Linked DNA regions of Anas platyrhynchos: region 1 is linked to region 2. The links are chromatin contacts, called in public Hi-C maps. All regions are on one chromosome and are shown on one strand. The core of a region is the stretch at or near the end of the contact, and the rest is flanking DNA. Distances in the headings are between cores, read along the strand shown.

What was found. Hi-C and Micro-C count contacts between places; a contact is called where the count stands out from the background.
Region 1: a contact with region 2 is called in a Hi-C map of small yellow follicle, with 4 times the contacts expected there. The contact joins the promoter of COG5 here to the enhancer-like site in region 2. A contact is called at or near these places in 5 of 8 Hi-C or Micro-C datasets (F1 follicle, F5 follicle, skeletal muscle and 2 more).

The regions. Positions count from the first base shown.
Region 1 is chr1:15,112,226-15,117,468 of IASCAAS_PekinDuck_T2T, reverse strand. COG5 (component of oligomeric golgi complex 5) reads left to right here and starts at 1,967. Exons shown (of 22, transcript XM_072032652.1): 1 at 1,967-2,096; 2 at 2,869-3,008; 3 at 3,991-4,048. The coding sequence starts at 2,027. DUS4L (dihydrouridine synthase 4 like) reads right to left here and starts at 1,804. Exons shown (of 6, transcript XM_072032689.1): 1 at 1,665-1,804; 2 at 901-1,022. The coding sequence starts at 1,774.
Region 2 is chr1:14,925,711-14,931,012 of IASCAAS_PekinDuck_T2T, reverse strand. It overlaps HBP1 (HMG-box transcription factor 1), which reads right to left. Exons shown (of 11, transcript XM_027459130.3): 8 at 4,982-5,126; 9 at 2,315-2,644. Among named protein-coding and RNA genes, the nearest start is that of HBP1, 11 kb to the right of the region's middle. Within about 2 kb of position 3,877, at least 6 of the 8 cell types and tissues checked have an H3K27ac peak or open chromatin away from gene starts, as enhancers often do. A contact at or near this core is called in F1 follicle, F5 follicle, small yellow follicle and 1 more, where this site is marked.

The sequences.
Region 1 (5,243 bases), core at 718-3,217, 190 kb before region 2:
AACAAACAGCCAGGAAGTTAAACATAACCACAGTAAAATTTCACAACCTGTTGTGAAGCAACAGGTTAAAAGCATAAACGATGATGTAAATACTGTAATATTGGCAAAGATGTCAGAGGCAGAATGGTTTTGGAGACTTATAAAACTAAGGCAAATGTGAAAGAGGTGAGGAGGGAAAATATATTGTTTATAACATTAGAACACTTAATTCTGTAACCTCTGTTAACAGGCAACAACATTACAGCAGAAAGGAGAAATTCCTCTCTCTCCCCATCCCCTTACACCTCGAAAGGCACTACAAAGCTAACCTGTGGAACTTCAATGCCACGGGACACTGTGAAGATCAAAAGCTTAAGTAAATGCAGGAGGATCTTAGTCTGTAGACCTTTGAGCCATATATAGTGTAAATTATGTTCTTATTCATCTATTTTTACACACAAAAAAATTATCCAAGCTTTCTTTCCAGTTGAACTCTACTAGTAAGGGTCTACCTGTGCTTCCCCATGTGACTTTTCTCTACAGCTGACTTGCTGCACTTGAATAATGTACTGTAGTAAATGGTCAGTGATAAAATCATGAAATTTACTTACTTTACTTTACTTTACACCTGTGTGCGTGCATAGCTGCTGGAAAAGGTCAACCCACCACACACTTAAATCAGTTTGTAGGCCCTGCTTTTCAGGTGAAGACACGGTTTTCTATTACTTCACTTGAAACATTATCACTGGAATGTACTTACTCTGATTGTAAAACCACAGCAAAATTCTAAATAATTCATATATAGTATCCTTAAATTGTTATGCATGTCAACCTGCGAGATAGACTTAATTTGCTTGGCCAGTTTGGTTTATCGCTAGATAACGTATTCTGAAAAGATAATGACTTATTGTAAAAGAATACCTTTATTTGTTGTGAATTCGCTGTCTCTTGCTTTTGCGGATCTCACAAAATCAGCTGCCACTATCATTGGTGTATAACACAAGTCGCAGCTGTATTTTCTAACCAAGGTTCTGAAAGCCAGCCTGCGGACACATGAAAATTAACAACAAATTGTAATGACATTTCTCTGATTAGCTACTGTAAATTGCTGTCCTTACATGCAATGCCATGGGGGTGTAAAACTGTAAGACAAACATGTCTCATGTCTATGGCAAGCTTAAACAGTCGCAGGAGAATCATGGAATCGGTAGGGTTGGAGAAGCCCTCCCAGATCACCTGGTCCAACCACCCCCTACCACCAATGCCACCACTAACCCATGTCCCCAAGCACCACGTCCAACCCCTCCTTGAACACCCCCAGGGACGGTGACTCCACCACCTCCCTGGGCAACCCGTCCCAGTGCCTGACTGCTCTTTCTGAGCAGAAATGGCTCCTCATTGCCAGCCTGAACCTCCCCTGGCACAACTCGAGGCCATTCCCTCTGGTCCTGTCACCAGTTCCCTGTGAGAAGAGGCCGACCCCCAGCTCCCCACACCTTCCTTTCAGGTAGCTGCAGAGAGCAATAAGGTCTGCCCTGAGCCTCCTCTGCTCCAGCCCAAACACCCCCAGTGCCCTCAGCCGCTCCTCACAGGACTTGCGGGGAAACCCTCCCTGTTTTTACAGTCAGGAGCAGCTTTTTGAGCGCAGACACGCTGTGCGGGCAGCTGCCAGGCCAGTCACTTACTTCGAGTAGCGCACCATGGGGGCACAGATCTTTACAAGGCGCCCAGCCCGAAACAACTCCCCGGGCTCCTTCCCCGGGCATCCTTTAATTCCCTCGCCGTCCCCACTCATCTATCCCCACCAACCCGTCCGGCATCTGGAAAAAAAAAAACACAAAACCCCGGGGCCGGGGTCCGCGGGGTGGGGGCGTCTCCGAGGGGCTGCCCAGCCCGGCTCGGCGGAGCCCGGCTCCGCTCCACACACGCCGGCAGCTGCCGGTGGGACGGCCCCGCTCGGCTCCGCTCCGCTCCCGTCGCTCTCCTTCGCCATCATCGCCCTGCGCCGCCGCCCGGGAGTGACGCGGGGCCGCCGGCACCTGCCAGCATGGAGGAGGAGGAGGCGGCCGGAGCGGCCCCGCTCCCCGCCCCGGCCCTGGCCGAGCTGCTGGCCGACGGTGAGCCCGGGGGGGACGGGGCTGTGGGGACGGAGGCGCCGCGTTGTGTCCCCGGGACCCCCGCTGCTGCCTCAGGGGTCCGGGTTGGGGATCGGGAGGGGAAAGAGGAGGGGAAAGTGGGGCTGCCCGGTGCATGGGGTGCTGCCTGCATGGCAGAGACCGGCCTCTGCCCCCTGTTCTTAGCCCTGTTCCTGCCCCTGTGCCTCTTCCTGCTCCTGCTCCCTGTCCCTGCCTGCCCGGTGCCTTGCCCGTGTTCCCCTGCTCGTCTTGGTAATATCACCGGGGAGCCTTCCGTGCAAAGTCTCACTTCGTTAAAAACCACCCCTACGGCATCATTTCTTAATTTAGCATTATAAATTAACGCCATTATCAGGCGCGGTACGCTTCGTGAAGTTGGGTGTTTGGCTGCTGTCGTTCCCAGTGGGGGCTGCTGTGTGCTGGTTCTGGGTCCAGCCTCTGCGGCCTCACCCTGGTTACGTCTGAAAAGTTGGAAGGTGTCAGTGCCTTTTCAAGAAAAAAGTGGGGATTAAAGGAACGTGTGCTCTTTTTCACCATTTACAAAAACAGACAACAAAACAGGCATCATCTCCAAGCATGTTTCTCTTGCTTGTAGTCTCTTCTCAAGTAAGTCAGTGTCACACTTATTATGCGAGGCCGCATGCTGTTACATCTGGAGAAACTGAGGAGAGGTCTGTGTGCTGCGAGATGTATGCTGTACGTCCACAAGTATTGCTGGTTTGAAGCACGGAGATAACATCTAAATCTCTTTCAGAATGTTATGCTGACTTCTTCAGAGAAGACTTTGATGTGAAAGCTTACACTTCGCAGTCCATCCATCAGGCTGTGATAGCTGAGCAACTAGCAAAACTCGCCCAAGGTATTAGTCAGCTGGATAAAGAGCTTCATTTACAAGTAAGTTTAAAGCATGCCTGCTGCTCTGGGGTGGTTGATATAAACTGATTAAACGCCGAGTAGTCTTATGGTCTTGTTGCTTCTGAAATTGCCCAGCTAACTGTGCAAGCACTAACTAACTGAAAATACAGCTTGCAGCAGAAAGAGTAGTGAGTCTGATACCTAACTCAGTCAAGCTCACTCCTAATACCCCTGTGAAGAAGCTGTACACTGTTTGGTTTTGTTTTGTTTCTGCACTCAGTTTCCATATGCACAGAGGTTCCACTCTTCGTAAGGATGCTCCCTAATTCTTTCAAATTAATCCTGTCAGCTATCAGAAAAGCTTTTCAGTGTTTTGGCATGGTGACTGTGAGAAGACAGTGAATGATATGTCTTGCACCCTTTCATCCTGTGCTGGAGCGTATCCTAGGCCCTAATCCTCACCTTTAGCTGGGCAACGTAACCTATGCTTACACACCTCCACACCTTCAGAAAGGCTCTTGAGTTTGGATAATCAAAGACAGTTTGGTAAAATCCACACAGACACCACAAAACTGTTGACCTTTCCGTGAGAGTGCATGTTAAATTTGTGTGTGATTTGAGAAACTGCTCCCCCTCATTGGTAAATTCTTTAGGAATTAGTTTTTAACTTTCATAAATAGAAATGAAAATACTAAAAATATGTAATTACTGTGTGATTAGTAAGCTTACATTTATAATTATTTTATGTGATGGTGTGTTGAAACATGATTGATTGCTCTGCTGACTTAATATGTCAGCTATGCTGCAATAACTGACCCTCTTCCCATTCTGAGCTTACCGTTTTTGTGAAGTAAAATGTGTTCTGAAAACCCTTTCATCTTTAAGGTGTGGCTGCTTTTTCCTGTGTCTTCTTAATGTAGGAAGACTATGATAATTTAATATCCCTCTCAGGTGCATATCTCCATGCATTCTTCTATTGTGATTTCTCATTTCTCTCTTTTTTTTTTTTAATTTTTTAAAGGTTGTTGCAAGACATGAAGACCTGTTGGCTCAAGCAACTGGAATTGAATCCCTGGAAGGTAGGAACAGTGACCTTATTTGCTATTTATTATGAGTGAGGAAGCATTTTTAACATGTGCACAGGGAACATCATTCACTGTCCACTTTGGTTTTTGTAGCTACAGATCTTACTTCTGAGAAATAATTTGGCAGTGTTTTTTTTTTTTTTTATGTCAGCAGATGGAGCTCCAGGGAGAAGATTTGACTGATAGTCCCCTGCAATAACTACTTAATAGGAAAAAGTATCTTGATAATCAGTTCTGAGTAACTTTAGCAATCAAGTCTTTTTGGCCTTTTAATATATATTTTTTCTAAATTAATCTAATTCATTGCAGCATCTATTGCCATAAATACCATGTTTGTAAATGCATATGCGTGTGTCGCATAGCTTAGAAGTCTTAAGCGAAGAGGCTTTAACACATGATCTTCACTGCACTGAGATGATTTTTTCCTAGTAGGAAACTAGTAAATTCAATGCATTTTTTTTTTTTGTGTGTGTTTTATTCCACTATTTGAGTTCATGCTTTTAATATAAACTGCTGGCTTGTAAAGGCTTTACTTGAGAACCATGGAATCTGTACAGAAAAATGGTTGCAGAATATGAATCTGCCAGAAGCTCATTAGACCTGTCATTCTGCTCTGCTCTTTGACACTTGGGAACTTTGTATGATCTTGTGGGTGTGTGTTTTTTTTTTTTTCTTTCCCAGAAAGGTATTTACTTCTATAACACGCTAATTTACATGATGAGATCCAAGCGTATTCTCTTCCCCACCTATATTTTGCAGCTTGTAGAGTAACTTGTCTTTGTCTCATCATCTGCTTTCAGGTTTTAGCATAACCAGAGAGTTTCTGGTTGCTGACACTTGTAGTACCAGTGAGCAACTGGAAATTGTTGGACATGGTATTCAATTTTTGGCATTTATATGTAGATATAAAAATAGAGAAATGCTTATTTAATCTAGCAAACAGTTTTTTAAACAGTTGGAAATTAAAGCATAGGAAGTCTGGAATCTTTGTTCATCCTCCAAATAAGATAAGAATCTATAGTCGACATCTACATCTGTCTAATGGATCAATGTCTTCCAGTCACAATCTTCATCAATTTGTGCTCAGTGGACCTGAGTGTTCAGAAATCGTTTCTGTTTTTGAAGGCATTCCTACCTAAAATTGCTCTGAGGAAAGACTGAAGTATTTCAAAAACAGCTGTTCATTTAT
Region 2 (5,302 bases), core at 2,628-5,127:
AAGCAATCTGCTTTTTCCGATCTCAGTTTCCCTGCTGGCAGTGAAGCTGCTCACAGCCTTCTGACAGAAGCCAGCAGTGCCATCAGCCACTTCCACAGCGTTTCACACATGGCGAGTCTGAAGAAGGCTGCTCTGCACCACGCCCTCAAGAAAACGCGTTTTAATCCCAAAATACCGCGTGGCACTGGTCAGGCTTTTACGAGCCCAGAGCCTGAAGGGAGCATGGTGAGGATACTACTGCTAAGGCCAGGCTGTCAAATGCTCTGGGGACTCCTCAGAGCAAACCCTTCCAGCAGCAACCAGACCCCATTGACACCAAGTCCCAAAGCAAGAACCAGTATGCTTGGTTTGCCATTAGAAGGAAATACACGCGGTTTAATTAGCAGGTTTTCATGTTTTGGCAGTATCTGGAGGCACACCGACAGCACCAGCATCTGGTTTTGTCAATATTTTGTAGCAGGCCACTCACCCTCCCAGGAAAGAACACTGTGACCAGAGCGAGGTTGGCTGAAAAAGGCCCTGCATTAACAAATAAACGTGAAGCATCTGAAATCTTTGTATTTCAAACACACAATAAAATAGTACCTCCACAGCCAAGCTGCACCGAGGCACAAGCAGTGAGTACAGATCTGTGTATTTCAGAAAGCTTGCAGAATCTAACGCAAACAAAAAGCTTCGTTTCTCCAAGGAGATGTTTCTGTGAGTGAACTGCTGAGACCGAAGCAAAATGCATACAGAGAAATTTTACTGCCATAACTGAGACCTATTTCTCCTGACCAGAAACAAGAACGAACTGACCCTACTTGCACCTCATCAGAACTTCATCACGCCCTGTACACTGCCGTTTTCCTCTTACGAGGCTGGGAAGGAGCCCAACAACATTTTAGCAATGTGCTACCATGGAGGATGCAAGCCCTCGTACTGCAGTTAACTCACAAGGAGTTGTAAAACAGAACTGGAGAATGCCTCAAGTTCACTCAGTAATTATGTTCAGCATTAACAGAGACTGTTAAAACACAGTTTAGGGGGTTTATCTTTAAAATGTACACGGCCTCAAATTACTCAAGTATTTCTGAACACACACATTATGGCTACAGTAAGAGTATCTGGAGACGAAACTAGAGTATCTGGAATAGCCTAACAACAGCTGAAGTCCCCTTACGGACTGTAGCATGATGTGAATGTGCTTTGAATGCTTGCAGCTCACTATCTTCGTGATGCATCTTGAGCCACTTTATCTCTGAACAGAACTGTTCGAGTTTTGTCCTTTCTCATATCCATAAACACAAAATGCTGTAATAATGTAAGAATTCCAGTGTAAGAAGTGGGGACTACATGAAACCAACTCTAGGATCTCCTCAGTAATCTGAAAACCACACACGTGCATTCTCAAAGCATGACAGCTGCCTCCGAGCAGCCCAATTAATGAACGCCCCAGCAACACGTAAGCAACAGTAGCTGAATGCCTATAAAACCAATTATCAAACTCTCAATGATTTATTTTGTGTTTTATGGGTGCCAAGAAAGTGCTTTCAAAGGAAGAAGGGAGCAGCATACTCTGAAGCTTACTCGTAACTCGCACCACTTTCCTTCATAAACTTCAGTGTTCTCACTGAAATATTCAAACTATTTCCACATCCATCCAGCTGCGGCTCCAGTTCACTGCGCCCATTTAAAATCAGCATTTTAATTAAGTAATCATCAATTTTCCTGGCTGTCTTTTATCTGATTTCTCACTTACAGTTGCAAAGAATTTGAGGATAACAGATCTGCCTCACTGAGGTTATGACAAACACTGTGGAACATTGCAGCCAGCACACACAAGACCGGCTGGAATTTAGGGAAGGGCTCTTTGTACGGCAGGGTTTTGTTTCTCAGCAGCAGTTACAGCCTCCCCACCAGAACAGGATGGAATACCCAAAGCCCTCTCAAAGCCCTGCCAGCTTTTAACTTTCGCCAGATTCAGCACTAGGATTTTTATATGAAATGAAATGTTTATGGTAACATTTTTCATGTTATATACATTTTTAAAAGTCTGATTTTAAGATGGGTGCGCATTCAAGTGTTTTAGTTTACATTTACATAGGCACAACTAGCACAAAACATTCAGATTCAATATCCACATAACAAACATCTTTGTAAAAACGAAAGAACAAACCAAGCACCCTCCCCCCAGACATAAAGACATACGACTTCCTGCAAGTTTCAGCGCTTTTAGGGCACGGAAAATTTACCAAGGTGCTGTCAGGGTTAAGATCTGTTTCTGGTGAGCTAGCAGAATCAAAAAAAAACCAACACACTTTTATACCATTACCTGTTGTCTTTCCCTGGATACATCTGAGTATATTCAACTCTGTATTTTTTGGCAAAAAGCATGAAGGCATTCATTGGTCTTTTGCACTTGTTTGGAGAAGTGGCACTCACAGTACTTGCAGTCCCTGAGCTGTGGCTTTTGCCAGCTTTGCTGTACAAAGAACTGGAGGAAAGATGTGCTGATGCAGTAGACACACAGTTTTTAGTACTGCACTCGGATCTCTCAGCATCTTGATTGTTTGATCCTCCGCAAGACAGAGAAGCGCGACGCTGGCGAGCCATGCTGCTGAGCACATAAACTGCAGAGGAATCCATTGGTGTAAAATCATAACTAGAAGAAAAAGACATCTTATGAAATGATCCAGCATTTTGTAGGTACAAGCCCTAGAGAGCTGCTCGTTCTCCAGCTGTGCTATCTAGTAGTCTGGGATCTTTTGGGTGAATTTGTGCTTTGAGTTTGTGCTCGATGCAGATGCAAGTGAAGAAAAAGAGTCTGGCAGATGAGCTAACGCTTTTTCCAAGTGACACTGAGCTGCTGCTTTACACGGTCTGCTGGGTACTGCCAACTCCCCAACTGTCTAGTGATTAGTTATACACTGTCTTCAGATTTCACAATCTTTTGAAGTAAATTGTTTTCTTTCCGCAACTGCCCTGACTGCAGCCCACGTCTGGTCAGTGCACGATAGGTACCGAAAGTGACAGCTGCTCTGGGGAGAACAGGTGTTGAGTTCACTTGTGTGGAAATGTTAGTAACAAATACGAAACAATTGCATTAAAATAAACAATGTAATACACACTCTTGTACAAATAACTGCTCTAGACCATTCAGTTTGAAGTGTTTTACAGACAAATCTTCCACTAAGCTTAGCATGTTTAAAAGCCCGTGACGCTGCACACTATTGAATTAAAAGCTGGCAAATGTCCGCCCTCTAGTGACAGAAATGTGAGAATCCCTCCGTATTTCAGCTATTTCAACAGCTTAACGAGTTGTTTGCATACCACTTAGACCTGCAAATATTACAAACTGTTATTTTTCTGTTGACCAAAAACTCCAAGCACTACAGGAGATGCACAGACTACTTGTTATCACCTCAGGAACTACCAGGTGTGAGCAGATCATTCTGGGAAACACAGGCTGAAGTCTTTAGCATGCTTTATGGGGAAAACACACCTATAAAGGTGCTGCTTGACCATAACTTTAAGATGCTACATTCCCACCACAAACATAAACACATGTAACTCTGAGGCTCCTGTCAGACACTGCTGAATGAGTTAAACAATTCATGGCAAAGTATTTATTTCCAAGCACAGACCAGAACTACTAACAGGGAAATAAATGCTGCAAGTTATAGCCCAGACCCATCTGTGCAAGCAGGTCCCGTCTGTGGGATGGAACCAAAAGCAAGGGTGGAGACTGAAAGACTGACACCAAAATCTCCTGGAGAAGGAAAAAGCAACAAAGAAGGGATAACGCTGACAACTCTGCGGGCCAGTTTACAAGATAATGAGAAAGGACCTCCCTGTTCTCCAAACAGTCCAGCAGCTTTCCTAATCTCCTCCTAACACAGCCACAGGATTTTGTTATTTCATTCTGTCCTGTTAACCCCAGCTGCTGCTGCGTGCTCCTTTCTCAGAGGCTCTTCTGCCCCAAAATAAAACAGAGATAAGGAATTTGAAGTGTCCAGACAGTATTCAGCTGGGCTGCAGGGTGAGTAAAGAGACAAGTCCAATGCCTTCAGTAAGACATAAACATGACTCTATCAGCTCTCCACAAAGAAAGTTCAAGAACAGGAGTTAGTAAGAAGAAAAAGCCTAGGCAGCAAATGAGTGAATTCAAACAATTTGAACCCACTGTTAGTCCACACTGAAAACCTTCAAGAGCTCATAGAACTTGAACTGCAAACAGCGTTTTAAATTCTCTCTCTCATAAAAATAACAAAAAGCAACTGGACTAAAATCAGATGCTAAAAAGAAGCTAACATCATAGGAAAAGATGGGTTCTACTAAACTTAGAAAGCTCGAAATAGTATGGAAAATCTTTATGAGTACTCCTATTTCCTTTCTCAGAACCTTAGAATTATTCTGTTGGACTGCACTTCTGAAGGTGATCTGGGCAAATCTCCTGCTCAAACCAAGACAAACCTCAATCAAACTTTCAAGTTAGATGTCACTGCTCTATTAGGAAAAGAACCACAAATAGCAGAATCTACAAAGAAAAGAACAAATCACGAAAGCACTGTATTCTAAAGCCGTACATGCGTTAGTTACTAAGGAACTACTCAGGCAGTTTCAGGTATGCAGCTGAAGCACGCATTAAGAGCTGGCAAACACAAGCTATTAAGGAAAAAATATCAGGTTTTTGAAACCTACCCCACTTCACCTAAAGGATTTGTACAAGTAATATATTCTTTGCTGTTTTATCTGATTTGTATTAGACTATCAGAAGCAGGGTCTGCAAAATTACCCCAAGAAATTCCTTTGCAGTTTAGCACAGCACAGAACTACACAGCTTTCCTGATCATTTGGACTTCATTTTCCCCCTCTCATTTATCTTCTATAACCAGAAGTATTCTCTCTTTGCTCTACGTAATGCTTCAAATTCTTGTAGACTTAAGGTGCCTACTCATTAAATATAAAAACCGCTGAGGCCACTTTATTCAAAAATTACCTTTTAAATGTATCAAAAACACCTGAATCATCAAAGTTAATGGCATCAGGGTGTCCAGGAGGTAGACACAGATCTCCAAGATGCATTTCACAGCATGGAATGCCATGCTGTACCACAGTCAAGCTTGGATAAAAAGATGACCAACCTGAAGTGGTAAAGAGTTAAATTAGACAGAAGGCCAGACAATCTCTCTAGTTCTTAACCGGAGCAATCCTATATGCCTAAATGACACCATTTCATAGCAGTGTTCTGATGTAGTTTCTTTCACCCAAAAGAAAAATCAGAAACACTTACTCAGGAATTCTTACTGCAAATACTTTA